Regions from separate parts of the Sus scrofa genome. Here region 1 is linked to region 2. A link is a contact called in public Hi-C data. All regions are on one chromosome and are shown on one strand. Each heading gives the region's core, a stretch centred on a gene start, on an enhancer-like site or on the middle of the called end of the contact. The rest is flanking DNA. Distances are from core to core; before and after follow the strand shown.

Evidence for each region. Hi-C and Micro-C count contacts between places; a contact is called where the count stands out from the background.
Region 1: a contact with region 2 is called in a Hi-C map of liver, with 4 times the contacts expected there. The contact joins the promoter of SYPL1 here to the promoter of LOC100517487 in region 2. A contact is called at or near these places in 1 of 5 promoter capture datasets (liver) and 2 of 47 Hi-C or Micro-C datasets (heart right ventricle and liver).

The regions. Positions count from the first base shown.
Region 1 is chr9:105,982,761-105,986,587 of Sscrofa11.1, reverse strand. It overlaps SYPL1 (synaptophysin-like protein 1), which reads left to right and starts at 1,416. Exons shown (of 5, transcript XM_021063515.1): 1 at 1,416-1,599. The coding sequence starts at 1,531. LOC106504993 (a long non-coding RNA gene) reads right to left here and starts at 1,328. Exons shown (of 2, transcript XR_002335905.1): 1 at 128-1,328.
Region 2 is chr9:105,444,295-105,448,359 of Sscrofa11.1, reverse strand. LOC100517487 (EF-hand calcium-binding domain-containing protein 10) reads left to right here and starts at 2,693. Exons shown (of 5, transcript XM_013979830.2): 1 at 2,693-2,873. The coding sequence starts at 2,765.

The DNA of each region.
Region 1 (3,827 bases), core at 167-2,666, 540 kb before region 2:
GGAAGTTGTTAAGGAGATCACTACCTTGGGGATCCCAAAACCGGGGTGCAGGAAGAAAAGGTGCAGAAACAAAATTTAAAAAAAATAAAATAAAAGAGTAAGCAGAAAAACTTGGATTATCACTTACCAGTGGTCTCAGATGCACTGGGTACCAATGTATGTTACTTTCCACTGATTCTGCCTTGAGGGGCATCTCTGATGCCTTTTTGTTTAGAAAGAGGAATCTGCCATCATTCACTAGGTGCCCACTGAACATAAATAAGGCTGTGCTGAGGACTGAGAAGTGGAAGTCAGGATAAAAAGAGTAAGAGTGTGGACCAGAAAATTGAAATACATTCTTTGCACTCTCTGGGAAGCAAGTAAGTAGGTAAACCAGTCTCAGATGAGAAAGGATTAGCTTCCTAGAAAGACAGTCAATAAGAGCGGAATGACTTCAATCGCAAGGAACCTGCTAATTCATAGATCACTGCTCAGACGTTGGTAGGAGATTCTACTGTGCGAAATTCCTTTCTTCTCCATGTATTGCTACATGGTGTTAGCCATCTTACCATACACGCCAAGCCGCCAGCATTCCAGCTCTCCAATCTTCCTAGATTTGGGGGAAGGCAGTAAGGAGATCATTACTTCGGGGCTCGGATAACTGGATGCCAGGAAGTGTCACCCAAGGCGACTCTTGAAGGGAAAGCAGGAATTAGTCTTCCGTAGAAAGACTCCAAGAGCTTCCCACGCGGAGAACTTAATGGACAGGGTAGGACAGGTGGGTAAGCCATTTTCTGGTAGGTATAACCTTTCTCCTACATCTCTCAAGCCTAACTCCAAAGATGGCTTTGACAAAGTTAATTTCCATAAGAATATTTGGTGAATGACGCTTCTGACAGAGATACCCTACACTTCTGTCGCTCAAAGTCCGTTGTTCTGCAATAACTTTCCACCAGTTTGACAACAGGTCCCTAACACCAGCCTTGAAATGCGGCTTCATCTGTGTCAATATTTTTTTAAATCCACCTAAAAGTTGGGAACTGTGGCGGTAAGCCGGAGGAAAAGAACTTGGTACGGCGAGGTGGTGAGACCACGAAGCGGAAACTTGGGCTGGGCGCGAGGTAACGGCCCCCGCTACGCAGGCGCAGGGTGGGGGCACGCATGCGCGACAGAAACCCGAACGCCGGGGGCAGGACTTGAGGGAAGGGGGCGCGGCGCAAGCAGCATGGCGTCCAACATCTACTTGGTTCGCCAGAGGATCAGCCGGCTGGGCCAGGTGAGGCCCAGGGAGGCACCGCCCCTTCCCTGCCCCTGCCCCGCCCCCGCCTCCCGCGGCCGCCCCTCCTTCTCTCCGCCCCAGCGCTTCGGCCAGCGGCTCAACCGCCGCCGCCCCGCCCCGCGGCCTCCCAGGTCCGCCTCCCAGGCCGCCTCCCAGGCCCGCCTCCCGGAGCCCGCCCCGCCTGCCCTTCCTCGCGGCCTGGCTGCTGGTCTCGTCCGTCCCCCTCCTCCTCCTGTCCGCCGTCCTGACTCTTTCCCTCCTTCCCTCAGAGGATGTCCTCCTTCCAGCTCAACCTCAACCCGCTCAAGGAGCCGCTCGGCTTCATCAAAGTCCTCGAATTGGTGAGTGCAGCCCGCTCCGGCGAGGCGGGGAATCGCGCCTCCGCGCCCGCTCCTGCTGCCACTACAGCCGGCCAGCGCCCTCGGCTGGGAGGTGGCGGGGGCGGGGCGGCGCCCCGGGATCCCAGACGCCGCCCCGCCCGGGCGGACCCCTAAGCTGCCGTCGTCCCCGGGACGGGACGGGAAGGGTCGGGACTGCACGCACGGGGAGGGGACGGTGGCCGCGGCCTGGGCCCGCGCGGGGCGGGGACGATGCGGTCGCGACGAATCACGGGTGCCTCGGCTGCGTCCGGCCGGGGGGAGCCGCCCTCCCACACCCAAGCTCACCTCGGTGTCCCGGGGGAGTGGTGCTTCAAATTTCTCTTTGGCTTCACTGCTTCCCGCAAGGGAAGAGAAAACTTCCTGTTGCGGTCTAACCGAAACCCGACGGACCGAAGTCGCTTTGCGGCCGGCGGTGCCTCTGTACCCGGGTGGAAAGGGTCAGCCTGTGTGTTGCTGCCCTGGGCTAACTTGAGGCCACGCTCCTTCGAAAGCTAGTGCGCCTTCCCAAAGTGATTTGACGAGCTCTCAGTTAATTTGCTTTTAAGATTGCCTCTAAGTTAAATATGGATAAAAGTAAACTGTGGGTCAGGGAAGCGGACGGGGGTAGGGGAGTAGGGGAGAGGGTCTTTGAACAAAACGTGTTCTTGATAGTCTGATCCACTTAAACACAAGTTAGGAATCGCCATCAAATTTATTTGGGGTATTTCCCAGCAACATCCTGCAGTCAGGGAACACTCTCAATCATTAACATCAAAGGAGATTTATTACTTCGACCTTGGTAATGATCAGTCACTGCGGAGGAGTTAGTGAATGCACCAGGCACTGCACATTACCTTCAGACTTCGTGGCCTAGCCCGTGTTCCAGGGCTGGTTTTTAGGCCTGTATTAATAGGCAGCTGGCGTCTGTACAGCGTGCAGGCAAGTTGCTTTTACAGCTAGCCGTATTTACGTCCGTAACTCTTCAACCCCATATTTTAGTGATAAACTGGTGAAGGGTAAGAACTTCTGATTCCCCGTTTTAAATAACCTGCCGAGGATGTTTCTTAAAGTAACACGGAAACTCAACTTTTCTAATTGGGTACTCAGTCTGATCTCCTTCCTACCCAAAGTTTCCTATGTTTCTCCCCAGTTTTTACTTGGTGTCTTCTGAACACCGAATTGTGCTAATTTCTCACAGATGTTTACTTTAAAGACACACACACATATATATTTAGGGTTCTATAAACCTAGGTCCAGATTTAAATATAAAGGAAATGCTTATTTGACTCTATAAAAATTTTAGTTGCAGGAGGAAAAACAAAACTGGGCTAATCAGATATCAAGTTTAAGAGAAATCTTATACATCATAGTTTATTCTCATTGAGGACTATAATTAAATTTATAATTAATTTAAAATTTCACTTAAATGAAAAGGCAGTTGTTTATATTTCTGCTTATATTATTTGTCAGTTTTTTTTTTTTTAATTGAGGTATAGTTGATACAGTGTTGTGTTAGTTTCAGGAGTATAGCAGAGTGAGTCTGTTGTACATAGATATATATGTCTTTTTTCAGATTCTTTTCCTTTATAGGGTATTAAAAAATATTGAGTAAAGTTCCCTGTGCTCTACAGTAGATCCTTGTTGGTTATCTATTTTATATATACTAGCATGTATATGTTAATCCCAACTCCTAATTTATCCCTCTCCCTGTCTTTCCCCTTTGGTAAATGGTAAGATTATTTTCTTTGTCTGTGGGGTTTGTTTTGTACATAAGTTCATATGTACCTTTTTTTTTTTTTTTTAAAGATTCCGCATGTAAGCCATACAGGATATTTGTCTTTCTCTCTCCAGCTTCCTTCACTTAGTATGGTAATCTCTAGGTCCACCATGTTGCTGTAAATGCATTTCATTCTTTTTATGGCTGAGTAGTATTCCATTGTGTGTATATGTATTCCATATGTGTGTATATGTATATGTATACACACACACATATATACTACACTTTTTCATTTTTTAAAGTTTTATTCAAGTATTTTTGATTTACAATGTCAGGGTAATTTCTGTTGTCCAGAGTGATTCAGTTATACATATATATACATCCCTTCTTTTTCAGATTCTTTTCCCATATAGATTATCACAGTATTGGGTAGAGTTCCCTGTGCTATACCATAGGTCCATGTTGCTAGTCATATGTACATATGCCAGTCCCA
Region 2 (4,065 bases), core at 1,444-3,943:
GCATCTGAGGCCTACACCACAGCCACAGCAACACCAAATCCAAGCCACAACTGCAACCAACACTACAGCCCATGGCAACGCCAGATCTTAACCCATTGAGTGACGCTAGGGATTGAATCTGCATCCTCACAAAGACTATGTCAAGTGCTACAACAGGAACTCCAGATTTTTTAATGTATTAAGTATGATATAAACAATCAAATTCCAATAAGCACTCTGTACCCAGGAGTCAGGTAAAGAAAGTCATATTCTCTTAGCCATGGAGTCCCCAGGATATTCCTGCACAAACCCATTCCTCTTCCTCTTGCCTCCAAGGTAAACACTGGGCTGAATTTTATGTGTATTATTTCCTTGCATTTCTTTTTTTCCCCTGTCTTTTTAGGGCCGCACCTGCAGCATATGGAGGTTCCCAGGCTAGGGGTTGAACCAGAGCTGTAGCTGCGGGCCTATATGACAACCATAGTAACACCAGATCTGAGCTGTGTCTGAGACCTACATCACGGCTCATGGCTACACCGGATCCTCAACTCACTGAGCAAGACTAGGGATTGAACCCTCATCCTCATAGATACTAGTCAGATTCATTTCCACTGAGCTATGACAGGAACTCCCGACTTTGCATTTCTTAATGGAGTGCCTTCATGTGCTTGAATCTATAAATAATACATTGCCTCCTGTATATTTTTTAACTTTTTATACATTGGTTCATACGGTGTATACTCTTGAGATAAGATAAAGTTTTTGAGGTTCATCCATATTTTTGCAAGTAGCTACAATCCATTGTTTTGTTTTATAATATTCCACTCTGAATATATCATGTTTCTTTAAAATCCATTCTACTCTTGACATTTGAGCTGTTGTGTTTTCTATCACGAACAATGCTTCTATGAATATTCTTGTACATATCTCCTGATATAGGTGTATAGGTGCTCTAGGTGTGGAATTTGGGAGGTCATAGTGCAAAAACATGTTTATATTGCCAAGGTAATTCCAGATTGTTTTCCAAGCTGGATATTCTACTTTGGAATGCTTCCATAATCCATAATCACTGTTTTGCTGCACTATATTCTTACCAGCACTTGATACTGTCCAACTTTCTAATTTTTAGCCATCTGGCAGATGTAAAACAACATTTTCTTGAAGTTTTGTTTACAGTTTTATTGCTGAAGAGATTGAGAATATTTCTATATATTTATTGGCCATTTGTCTTTGCTTTTTTTTTTTTTTTTTTTTCTTTTTACGGCTGCACCTGGGCTAGGGGTCGCATTGGAGCTGCAGTTGGGGCCTACACCACAGCCACAGCAACACCAGATCCCAGCCACATCTGTGACCTACACTGTGGCTTGCTGCAATGCCAGATCCTTAACCCACTGAGTGAGGCCAGGGATTGAACACACATCATCACAGAGACAACTAGGGTCCTTAACCTGCTAAGCCACAATGGGAACTCCTGTCTTTCCTCTTCTTGAAGTGGCTGTTCTGTAAAAACTGTCTGGTGAAGGGTAAGGGCACAGGTCTCAGAGCCTGGCCCTCAAAGACAGAAGTCCCAGCTTAGACTGCTTTTGCAGAGGGAGGGCTGCAGCATATGAAAGTTCACAGGCCAGGCTATGGGTGAAATCGGAGCAGCTGCTGGCCTATGTCACAGCCACAGCAATGCAGGATCTTTAACCCACTGAGTGAAATGAGGCCAGGGGTTGAACCTGCATCAGCATGGATACAAATCTAATTGGTAACCCCCTGAGCCACAACGGGAACTCCCCCTGCTTAGAGTATAATTTCTCGGGTACTTCAATGGCTGAGTAGAGACTCTCCTAGTCACCTTATCTCTCCTTATTCAGTGACTCTCTCTCAAAACTATGGTCAGGTGGTTCTCTGTCTCATAAAACCAGCTCCACCGAGTCTAGTTAAAAAGTAAATGCATGTTGGAGTTCCCATCATGGTGCAGTGGTTAAGGAATCCGACTAGGAACCATGAGGTTGCAGGCTCGTTCCCTGGCCTTGCACAGTGAGTTAAGGATCTGGTGTTGCCGTGAGCTGTGGTGTAGGTTGCAGACGCGGTTCGGATCCCTCGTTGCTGTGGCTGTGGTCCGATTAGACTCCTAGCTTGGGAATCTCCATATGCCGCGGGAGCGGCCCTAGAAAAGGCAAAAAAAAAAAAAAAAAAAAAAAAAGCAAATGCATGTAGGAGTTCAGAATCCAGGCACTTCATGACGAAGATCAGGTAGAGGAAACGGGCTCCTTTCCCGTCTTATTGCCAGCGCCGTGCAGCAGGCTGCTCACACCAAAGATGTTGCTTAGGACTCTCCACTGGACACCCCCGGAATTACACAAGTTCCTTCTGTTCTTAGTCCATCCTCGTGTGTTATTACCACATGAGGCCTCATTCACTGGCTCGACAAGTACTGAGGTAGGAGCTTGAGCTGAAACAAGAAAAGATCATCTTGCCCAGCGCTCAGCCGGGACGGGGCATCCGGCCATGCGCCCACAAGCGGCTACCACAGGCGTCCCTCTCCCTCCGCGTACGCCCCACCGCACACCTCCCGACTGTACCATTCGCGGTGAGGGGCAAGACTCCACCGCCAGGTCGCAGCCACTTGGGGGCGCATCACGTAACCGCGCCGGGCGGAGGGGGCGGTGCCGGGCGGAGGGGGCGGTGCCGGGCGGAGGGGGCGGTGCCGGGCGGAGGGGGCGGTGCCGGGCGGAGGGGGCGGTGCTGAACGTCCGCCACGGGGTCTGGTCGCACGGCAACGTCCCAACGCGGAAAGATGGAGGCCCGCAGCCCCAGGGAGCTCGAGGCCAGGAATTATTTGGAGAAACATCGGATTATGGAGTTGCTAAACTATCTCACCAGTGCCCTCCTCTTTTTCCGGCCGGGTAAGTGTCTTGCCTATCCCTCGGCTTTCTGTCGCACACCGAGCTGTCCCCAGAAATTCCCGGTGCAGCCATCCCTCCACTCCCGCATCCCGGTGGTCCAGCTTCTCTCCGGGATACCCCCCACCCACCTCTTCACCAACACACACTCTCCTGCCTCTCGGCCACTTGAGCCTTTCTGCTGCAGGTTAATGCTTGGCCTTCAATTAAAGAAGGACTTACTGAATGGCCTCTTTGTACCTGCCACTAGCCGGGTGTGGCGGGACTCTCGCAGGTGGAGGGCTTGTGGCGGGTGGAAGAGAGGCTGTGGGGTCCTGCACCCTGGCTCCTGGATCCACCCCTGAATATTGTGAAACCGTAAGCAAAAACCTGACTTTCTCTTCTAGAAAATGGGTATTATAACAGTACATGGCAACGTGGGGGAGATTAAATGAATAATATATAAATCACTCTCATGCCTGGTAAGCAACAGATGTTTCCAATGTTACCCCTGCCCTCAAAGAGTTTTTAATCTGGGAAGTTCCCGTTTTGGCTCAGCGGGTTACTGACCAGTTTAGTATCTATGAGGTTGTGGATTCGATCTATGGCCTCGCTCAGTGGGTTAGGGATCGGGCCATGCTAATGAGCTGCTGCGTCGGTTGCAGACCTGGCTTGAATCCTGCATTGCTATGGCTGTGGCTCCCATTCGACCTCTAGCCTGGGAAATTCCATATGCCCCAGGCAGGGCCCTAAAAAGTAAAAAAAAAAAAAAAGTTTTTAATCTGGTACAAAAGCAATTTATAGGGTAAAAGAAAATGTGTTCTTGAGACAGATTTTTCTGGCATTTTTAAGCATCTGATCCCCTCACAAAGTTTGAATCACTTCATAATGTGGGGGTGATCTGTAAATTTAAAAGTTAGATTAAGGTGAAAGTAATTTGATGTCCTTCTCCCCAGGATGCAGAATTGTAATTTGCCAGCTTTGTGTGAAGGGCCCAAAATAACAAAATTGTCCTATTTGCCTCTGTATAAGAAATGTAAATACCAAACATTCCAATTTGGCCAAAATTACCCAGCCAACATGATGTGTAAATGTGATCGGTTCTCTCTACTTGTTTGAAAACAATATAGCAGTAAAAACTGCAACAATTAAAAATAAAAACAAAATGAAAAAATAAAAGTACAAAGGAATACATTTTTTAATGCACTGGGGAAAG